2 separate regions of the Bombyx mori genome follow, and region 2 is linked to region 1. Evidence: chromatin contacts called from public Hi-C data. All regions are on one chromosome and are shown on one strand. Each heading gives the region's core, a stretch centred on a gene start, on an enhancer-like site or on the middle of the called end of the contact. The rest is flanking DNA. Distances are from core to core; before and after follow the strand shown. Region 1 overlaps LOC101736703 (E3 ubiquitin-protein ligase Hakai). Region 2 holds the start of LOC101736562 (protein transport protein Sec24A).

Evidence for each region. A called contact is a pair of places that touch in the nucleus more often than the background predicts.
Region 2: a contact with region 1 is called in a Hi-C map of whole pupa, with 4 times the contacts expected there. The contact joins the promoter of LOC101736562 here to the enhancer-like site in region 1. A contact is called at or near these places in 7 of 7 Hi-C or Micro-C datasets (middle silk gland, midgut, posterior silk gland and 2 more).

The regions. Positions count from the first base shown.
Region 1 is chr22:16,244,179-16,249,001 of ASM3026992v2, forward strand. It overlaps LOC101736703 (E3 ubiquitin-protein ligase Hakai), which reads right to left. Exons shown (of 13, transcript XM_004924278.5): 5 at 1,514-1,602; 6 at 1-188. Among protein-coding and RNA genes, the nearest start is that of LOC101743723, 19 kb to the left of the region's middle. Within about 2 kb of position 1,578, at least 2 of the 8 cell types and tissues checked have open chromatin away from gene starts, as enhancers often do.
Region 2 is chr22:16,377,417-16,382,108 of ASM3026992v2, forward strand. LOC101736562 (protein transport protein Sec24A) reads left to right here and starts at 2,972. Exons shown (of 16, transcript XM_038018776.2): 1 at 2,972-3,057; 2 at 3,383-4,692. The coding sequence starts at 3,394. It overlaps LOC101743583 (MAP kinase-interacting serine/threonine-protein kinase 1), which reads left to right. Exons shown (of 8, transcript XM_004924247.5): 8 at 317-1,702. The coding sequence ends at 572.

The DNA of each region.
Region 1 (4,823 bases), core at 328-2,827:
TAAGTTATCTTAAAGCTTTATAACAAACAAATTAGTATGAGCACACTAAGTGTATCATGTATGTTCCCGTCGTCTCAATATCCCCGACTCCGGGGCAGGGCGCCGGCTGTGAGCGTCAGGAGTTTTTAGTGAGGTTTAACTCCCACATACCCCGCCTGCCGTGCGGGTGGGGATCCGGCCATTTTCTTCTGTGGAAAAAAAAGTGTGTGTTCAGTGAGCTCAGTGCGAGTTTTTTAAGGTTCTCGATAGCGTAAAAGTTAACTCAAATTTGTATGGAGTTGGAACGTTTGCCTAAATTTGCCGCTAGGGGCGCTGTTCCAACTGCATATAAGTTTGAGTTAACTTTTACGCTATCGAGGACGTTAAAAACTCGCACTAAGCACACTGAACTTGTAATTTTCATAAATCTTTGAGGCATGTTATCGTGATTTTGTTCGTGATGGTTTTACGTTAACATGGAGAGTATGCAGCGCTATTTTCCGTCTGCACTTTTCTAGTTTTTTTTTTCTGTTTTTATTTTCTCTCAGAAGCTAGCATTGACCGCTAGGCTACCTCAAAGTTTGGAGTACAGAAAAGTCTGGAGGGAAATCAACAAGATAATCCAATTTAATAATAATATTGTCTGCCCACTTCTTTATTGCCTTATTTGCCTTTTGAAATGGTTATTGGATAGTAAGATCTGTTACGTTATCGAAGCCACGCCACTAGATAATCCAATTTAGGTTACTTCAAAGATATTAAAAAGGTGCCGTACTCTGCAAGAAAACCTTAGGTATTTAGCGTGTAGAACAAAATATAAATTAATCAAACAAAAAGGTTTCTAACAGTGTTGGTGTATTCGGTAACCTAATATTCATTTTTAGGTTAATGTGGCAACGTGTTAGTAAATGTAGAACAAAGTGATATTATCTGATCAACATTTTAATGTTTCAAGGATAAAGGTTCGACATTAACAAACTCAAAACAGAATCATTCAAATCACTTCCTATCATTGAAAAAAAATTCACATTAAGTAGATATTTTTATCTGGTATATGACAAAATAACATCCTTCATCAACCAATCATTAATTTTGTAACCGATTTCATAATAAAAATTGACAATTATTTGTACATAGAAGACAGTAGTGTGAGACTGTGATCTCTCAAGCTAGTTATTAGCCAAGTAATTTAAAACTGAAATCAAAGTAGAAATAAGTAAAACAGTAATTTTTTTTAATAATGTGCTTTTTTAACAATAGTACTGTTACAACTGGTGGTAGGACCTCTTGTGAGTCCGCGCGCGTAGGTACCACCGCCCTGCCTATTTCTGCCGTGAAGCAGTAATGCGTTTCGGTCTGAAGGGTAGGGCAGCCGTTGTAACTATACTGAGATCTTAGAACTTATATCTCAAGGTGGGTGGCGCATTTATATTGTAGATGTCTATAGGCTCCGGTAATTACTTGACAACCAGATGGGCTGTGAGCTCGTCCACCCATCTAAGCAATAAAAAAAGTAGGTACTTGTTATAATTACCGCAAATAGAGCATCGTCCTCCTTTCACCTTGAGTGCTCCGCGCCTGACAGTCTGCGCAGCCCTGAACCTTTGACCCTCGCGATTCGCACTACGTCGTTCATAAAACACATAACAGATAGATAGATTATTTGTGGTGAATATCAACTACGATAAATTTAATTGAATATGCAATTTCGAAAAGGGCACATGTCGCATATTTTGTCATACACGTTTTTTCATATACATGTAGTTTTGAGGCTTACCTACACTCATTTTATAATAATTCCAGTAATTTTCAATTGCTAATTAACACTAAAATATATCTCAAAAGTTAATATTTTAAATTTTACACTGCTTTAGAAAATAATCAGTTTTTTTCATTTCCTAAACATTTTACATTTTCAGAGATGTAACCTTTTCGAAATTGCATATTTAATTTAGAACAATGTTTTTTTATAACAGTAACATTTACTGGGATGTACTTGTTCATGGGACTAAGACAAAAACGATTTTACTACAAAAATAAATATGTGAAATTAAATTCCTACTTTTAATATGCTGTTTGTTACAAAACTCTTTAGGGCGGTGCTTGGAGATGAAGAAAAGAGGACAGGGGAGTGATTTAATCACTCAATGACGCTTTTATTTTACAAGTTGTACTATCGTTTTCTTTACTTAAATGGAATAAACTAGAAAGTCAATGTTGTACTAACTGGAAAACATAAAAAAAAAATTACTGAAGTTTCAGTTTTATTCTTGAAGTCTCACTGTTTGTTGTATTTAGTGGGTATATAGTAAGTACCTGCATCAATCAAGGCTTACATCAAAATCAATGGAAGTTAGAAGTGTCATTATAGCCATGTTTGGGGAAGCCTAGGTTATCATTGGACGTGCTTCCGCTGTTTATGTTACCACAACCAACGTGACAAGATGGATCGACTTAAAATAATGTTTGGTATTTCGTATCCAAGAAATTTTGTAAGCATAGCATAGAAACCGGCATAGAGGAAAGTTATTTTAATACAAGTTTTACTGGTACTCGAGCGACTAATGAGATGGCGGGGGGAGGTTCCACCACCCTGCCCGTCTCTGCCGTGAAGCAGTAATGCGTTCTGGTTTGAAGTGTGGGGCATGCAATTGTGACTTTGACGTAATATCTAATTCGTGTTGCCTTTCACGATGTGATTTCCATGGACTCCGGTAACCACTTAATAGCATGCGACCCCTGTTGTCGTTCAATCGCCTTAAATAAATAATTTTATATTGGACTAGCTTTTGCCCGCGACTCCGTCCGCGTGGAATAGTTACTTTGGCATAACGCTAAATTTTACCCCCACTTCATTTACGTAGAAAGTGAAAATACAATTTGAATTATAGAATGTTAAGGAGCTATTTAAACCCCATATTTTGAAACATCCTTTATTGGTGCTCCAATTGTATTGCTCTTACCGTGATGTTATATAGCCTATATATAGCCTTCCTCAATAAATGGGCTATCTAAGACTGAAATAATTTTTCAAATCGGACCAGTAGTTCCTGAGATTAGCGCGTTCAAACAAACAAACTCTTCAGCTTTATAATATCAGTATAGATGTTTGTGGAATTTTATAGTATAAACATATAAATGTCCAATTCATTATTATAACTAGTCAGGTCATAAGTATTGTCACACAGTAAAAAAATTTCTTTTAGAATGCTAGCCACAAAAAAGTTTATTGAATTCGAATTTCGAATTGTTCATGAAAATAAAAATGTACACTTTTAGAATTTTACTCATTTTTAAATATGGAGTGGACGCTTAAAGAAGACCGTGTTGCAGTTATTGCGTTGCATCTTTGCGGTTACGCGCCAATTCAAATTTTTAACATACTGAAAAATTTGAATATAACCAAAAGATTCGTACCATCAAACGATACAATGAAGACTCTAATGTAGATGACAGGTCAAGAAGTGGTCGCCCTCGGTCTGTTAGGACTCCAGCAGTGATAAAAGCTGTGAAGGCGCGAATTCAAAGAAATCCCAAACGTAAGCAGAAACTGTTGGCCCTTCAGATGGGGTTAAGCAGAACCACGGTGAAAAGGGTGTTAAATTAAGACTTAGGGCTTCGGGCATATCGAAGAAAAACAGGACATCGTTTGAATGCTCGTCTAATGGACCTGAGACTGAAGAGATGCCGCGCTTTGTTGAAGCGGTACGCGGGAAAAAAATATCGGGAAATTATTTTTTCGGATGAAAAAATTTTTACCGTAGAAGAGAGCTACAACAACCAAAATGATAAGGTGTACGCACACAGTAGTGAAGAAGCGAGCAACCGTATTCCGCGTGTCCAACGAGGTCATTTTCCATCCTCGCTCATGGTATGGTTGGGAGTTTCTTATTGGGGCTTAACAGAGGTACATTTTTGTGAGAAAGGTGTAAAAACGAATGCAGTTGTGTATCAAAATACAGTCCTGACGAACCTTGTGGAACCTGTTTCTCATACCATGTTCAATAACAGGCACTGGGTATTCCAACAAGATTCGGCGCCAGCTCATAGAGCGAAGAGCACACAAGACTGGCTGGCGGCGCGTGAAATCGACTTCATCCGGCACGAAGACTGGCCCTCCTCCAGTCCAGATTTAACTCCGTTAGATTACAAGATATGGCAACACTTGGAGGAAAAGACGTGCTCAAAGCCTCATCCCAATTTGGAGTCACTCAAGACATCCTTGATTAAGGCAGCCGCCGATATTGACATGGACCTCGTTCGTGCTGCGATAGACGACTGGCCGCGCAGATTGAAGGCCTGTATTCAAAATCACGGAGGTCATTTTGAATAAACTTTAGTGTCATAAGAATCTATGTTTTGTTAAGTTCATTTTGGTATATGAATGATTACATAATGAATAAACTTGTTTCAATTATTTTACATTAAACATGTGACAGAATTTATGACCTGACTAGGTAATGCTAATTTTAACTTTTCACCAAGGACTGAACACAAGAGAGATTTTTACTTGAACTCAACGCTGATCGAAACTAGAATTGCTTTCAACTTTAGTTAATAATTCCTCGCTTTGACTGTTCCTTCGTGACCAGCTTCTAGTCTGGCCTTTGTAAGTGGGTCGCGAACCCGTGCCATCGATTTAAAATTCAAACAATCTCTGCGCCATGAAAACAGGGTTTTGTTGTGAATCGAACGGTTCACTGCACGTATACTGTTTGCAACCCAGTTATTTAAACTAAAAAGTGGTTGAAGCGACACAAATTTTGTCTGGACAGTAGGACTGTAGGATATTATTCGTGGAGTAAGTTTAAAGGTCGCTGTTTTTGGATTTAATAACAATAGTA
Region 2 (4,692 bases), core at 1,722-4,221, 130 kb after region 1:
CATCATCGCTCACGGATGCCAGTAATGTTAGGAAAACAGCTAATTCGCTAAATCCCAGCGCTTTCGAATGTTGTACAGAGGGATGTTAATTTCAAAGCCTGTCTGTAAACTGTCGATGTGCACTCTCGATGAATGCAGTGGCTTTAGCTAGTCCGGATGAGCCCTGCTCCTGTGAAGGATAAAAACTTGAGATGACTGGAGCATCTTAAACAATTCCTGTGAGGTTCTCTTTCAGATAGCCTTACGTGTTATTGACTGTTGTTGTTTTGCATACGATTTAACTTAGTGTTTTACTACAGCTAAACATTATTTGCAGGAACTTATCCGCTCGCAACCTGTCGGAGTTCGCGGAGTCTGCGATGGCGGTCAACCGCGTGATCCAGCAGCACTTCTCGATGAACTACTCGTACATGGAGCGCCCGGCGGCGGTGCGGTGCAGCAAGTCGTGCTGCGGGGGCGCGGCGGGCGGCGCGGCGTCGCTGCTGGAGGCGGACGAGTTCGCGCCGCTGGGGCTGTCCCCGCCGGCCGAGTCGGAGCTGCTGCGGCGCCGCCTGCAGCCGCCGGTGCACTAGCCGCCGCCGAGCCCGCCGAACGACCCGATACGGTTTCATTTGAGCCATTAAACGTATATTTTTATTGATAATGAAAACGACTGAGTAGTTTTTACGACGTGTAGCGTGCCGCGGGCGTCCCGGGCTCCGCACCAGGCGTGGATGATATTTTTGGATTTTTAAAATCCTCATTTTGAAGTCGAGCTCGTACTCGTGTGCGGTCGCCTTCCTTTCGTGGCCTATTCCTTGCAATAAATAGAAATTATGTAATTTTCGACGGCGTTTTCGGATCCTAGTCTGTTTATGTGATTGTTTTTATGCATTTTTACTGATTATTAAAAAAAAAAACGCATCTCAATCTTTAAATTTCGAATCGATCTATGAAATGAGAAAGGTAGTTGAAGTGCGGGCGATATGTGACATTTTTATAAGGTGCAAGTGTAAATATTCTCGCGTTTATTTCGATCATTACATAATTATAATATTTTGGATATGTAAAATAAGAATAAAATTCTCTTAGTATTGTCCGACGAACAGAACGGATGCTTGTGAATAGATTGTATGAAACGTCATATATGCTACGCTACTACAGTAGGCTACTTGCTACTTAATTAACCGAGAGGCCGAAACATTACACAATTCTTAAATTACTCAAAGAGTTTAATGAAAATCTTTGTAAAAGATTGCAATTTTTAATAGATCTACTAATTAAAATATCTCGAACGAAGTATAATATGATGATAATTATGTGTTGGCAAGTTGTCCTCTGTGAGTACCTACTTTAAGTGTTGCATGGGGTTCCATGGAGCTGCCATAACATTGTGATCAGTTTGAATACTTTTATATTGCTGAAAGAATGTGGTGTTGATATTGTTAAGTGTAGACTTGCTAGACTGTAATCCTGCGTAGTTCGTTGATTGGACGAGGAATGAAAATGTACAAATCAGTTGGCCGTTATTGTTTACATTATAAATTTTATATTACACAAATTATAATAAAAATTATATTTATGTTTTGTAATTCGTATCTGAGTGAGTGGCTTTAATCCAATCAATTTAAAAAAATTACATACGCAGATGTTTGTTGAAATTTTGTTTTACGACTAAATCATTGATTTGAAATGTCATTTGAAATACAGATGTTTGAATTTTTATTTGTTTTTCATTTATTTGGACTAGTGAATCCCGGCTGTGGTAATCGAGGTTTTGTAAATAAGGTAACGATTGGCAATAAAATGCTGAAATATAACATTACTTTATCTGTCTTGAAAAATACTGCGCTAATTTTATGGATTAGGTAAATAACAGGTTCAATATATGCCTTGAGTTGGCAGACAATCCAGTTAAAATTCATTTCTCTGAATAGTCAGGAGGTTGACGAGGGCCATGCTTCTATGTCACATTACGCCATGGGACGCTAGATTCACATCATCGCCGTGACTAGATAGCTTCTCGGTTAACAAGTTTTCCAATAATCGCGTATCAAAAATTATAGGCAGCGGCTTGGCTTAGCCCATGGCATTGCTGACGTCCATGGACGACCACTCACCATCAGGTGGACTGTGTGCTCGTCTGCCAATAAGGGCACTAATAAAAGAAGGCGTCATATGCATCTCACGAATAAGAAACAGTAACCTTAGGTCGAATACAAAATGAAATACTTATGAAAAATTAAGGGCCTGGGCTTCTGGGTAATTCAACCATCTAAAAATAATTCTCAAGGCATACTGAGTTTTACACCGGTCACTCACATTCGCACGAATACGCAAACCCGCAAGTGTAAGACGACATTTGCAAATGATTATGCAAAGTTTTCGCTGCATTCGTGGTTTTCCAAGCTGTGTCGGTTCTTTAACAGACATCAAAGCGCGCGAACCGCGATCCTTCGCATAGTGTCCCACACATTCGTGTGACCAGTTGCGCCCAGGATTGCAAGGGCAACGGACGTTTCGCTATTTTCATAGATCGTGACGTCTACTGTGTAGCGTATCTTCATCCAAAGAAATCCTATAAAAACAGCATGGCTATTAATGATGTCTGGGAAAGAATTCAAAATTCTTTTTCTCTTCAATGCTTTATTGACGAATTAAAAAGGAGGAGAAATTCGTGAGACATTCGTAAACAAGTGCAGGAGGAAGCGCAAACGGGTCGGAAATTGAGTACCGAAACCATTTGTACAGCCGCTAAGTTTGCGAATGAATGTTTGACGGCCCTTGCCGCAAACATTCGTACAATGTACGAATATTTGCGCGCGTGTGAGTGGCCGGCATTAGAAATCATCTCGTATCACTGTTATATCATCATAATGACAGCAGATAATAAAATATCGCATAAATCGACTTATTTGGCTTCAGGATTCAATGAAACAGAAGATCGACTAATTCGATTAAAGTCGATTCATACGTGACATTAAATTTTGACGCAGCACTAGTTGACAGTAATGAGCTTATGACATTGTCTTTCTTGTCAAAAATCAATCCAGAGGGCGCTTTAATTTGCTCGGCCACGTAAGTCAGGGTCGTATTTTTCGTCTTAAAATATATTAATTACGTTAATTCACAATAAAGGTTAATATGTGAGAATGCTATAATATATAACAGAAGTATATTACTAGTGCTTTGTGTTAAAGTCACCGTATTGTAGGTAAGATGCCAGTCAATTCCTTAGCTAATCCGTCATCCTATTGGTGAATTAGCATGTTTTAATAATTTCCTAATTGATATCAGCATTTTTATCGCTATATAAACACCTAGTAGTGTGTTTGAGATAGTGATTTCATTGTTAATTGTTTTAAATGATTGTGTGTACTACAAAGAACATTGTGTTTTGCAGATCGACAAATCATGTCTAATTTGCCACCTAATCCGTTTGTAAGCCAGCCTGGAGCGAATGCAAACCCTGTGCAAGCCTTTAACCATAATCAATACGCTCAAGTACCATTGGGTCAGCTGCCCCCAGGATATGGAGGACTGAAGGACAACAATTCAAATAGTCCTCTTCATGGAACAATATCACCTCAAAATAATGCTATACAAAACATAAACAACTTCAATCAAAGTGCCAGTAGCTCACCAGCTTTCAATCAGCCTGGATTGGTGCAAGGTGGAATGCAAGGTTCGCCAATGAGACCTTTTCCACAAAGCTCTAAACCTCTAAATCAGATATCATCGCCTAGTCCTGTTTTTGTTTCCAATCCAAACCCTTATACCCCTAACTATCAACCTCAGAAACAAATCAACGATAATGTACCACCACTAGTACCCCCTAGTCAACATAATCAACCCCTTGTGAATGGGCCTCCTTTGGCTGCATCCATGCCAAACCCAACATCTAGTAGCTACAGTCCTGTGCCTCCACTAAATAGGCCTCCAGTGGGAGGATATGGCCCCAGTTCAATCAATCAATATGGTCCAGCTCCAAATACAAAGCCTTCAGGACCACAGTCACTGCCCATACAACATAGTACTCAGTTTCCAGGCCCACCTCTGGCTGGTCCAACAAATATAGGTACCTCAGTGCCTCCTGTCAGTAGAAATGTTGGGCCTTCAGTTCCTGGGCCTCTGAATCCACCTTATGCAAGTCCTATATCGGGTCCTGTCACTAACCCTCCAATAAGTGGCCCTCATATGGGTTTCTCAGTAAATGGACCACGCTCAAATGCCTTACCGCCAAATTCAGCAGTAGAAGCAAGGCCAGTGGGCCTAAATGGTCCTTTACCACCAGTCTCTGGACCTCCCAAGCAGTTCAGTTCTGCAAATCCTCTACCAATGATGCCATCTGTAAGCTCTCCACCTGGTCAACCTTATTTAAATCAACCTGTAAGTCAGCCAGGACTTAACTCCAATATTGGTTCAAATGTACCCACAGCACTAATACCGCCTATGAATCAAAATATACCAGTAAATCAACAAGCGGGGCCTCCAAGTGGACCAACTGGTGGGCCATTGAAAAGTAATATGCAGAGCAGATATCCTCAGATGCCACAGGCCAGTTACAATCAACAGTCTGCTCCGCAACAATCTACGAAATATCCACAGCAGTACAATGCTCAAGGTTTGACACAGCAAATGGGACAGTTGAGTGTAACCAAGCAAGGTTTTGATCAACTTTGGGGTCATCACATGATTGACTTGCTGCAAACT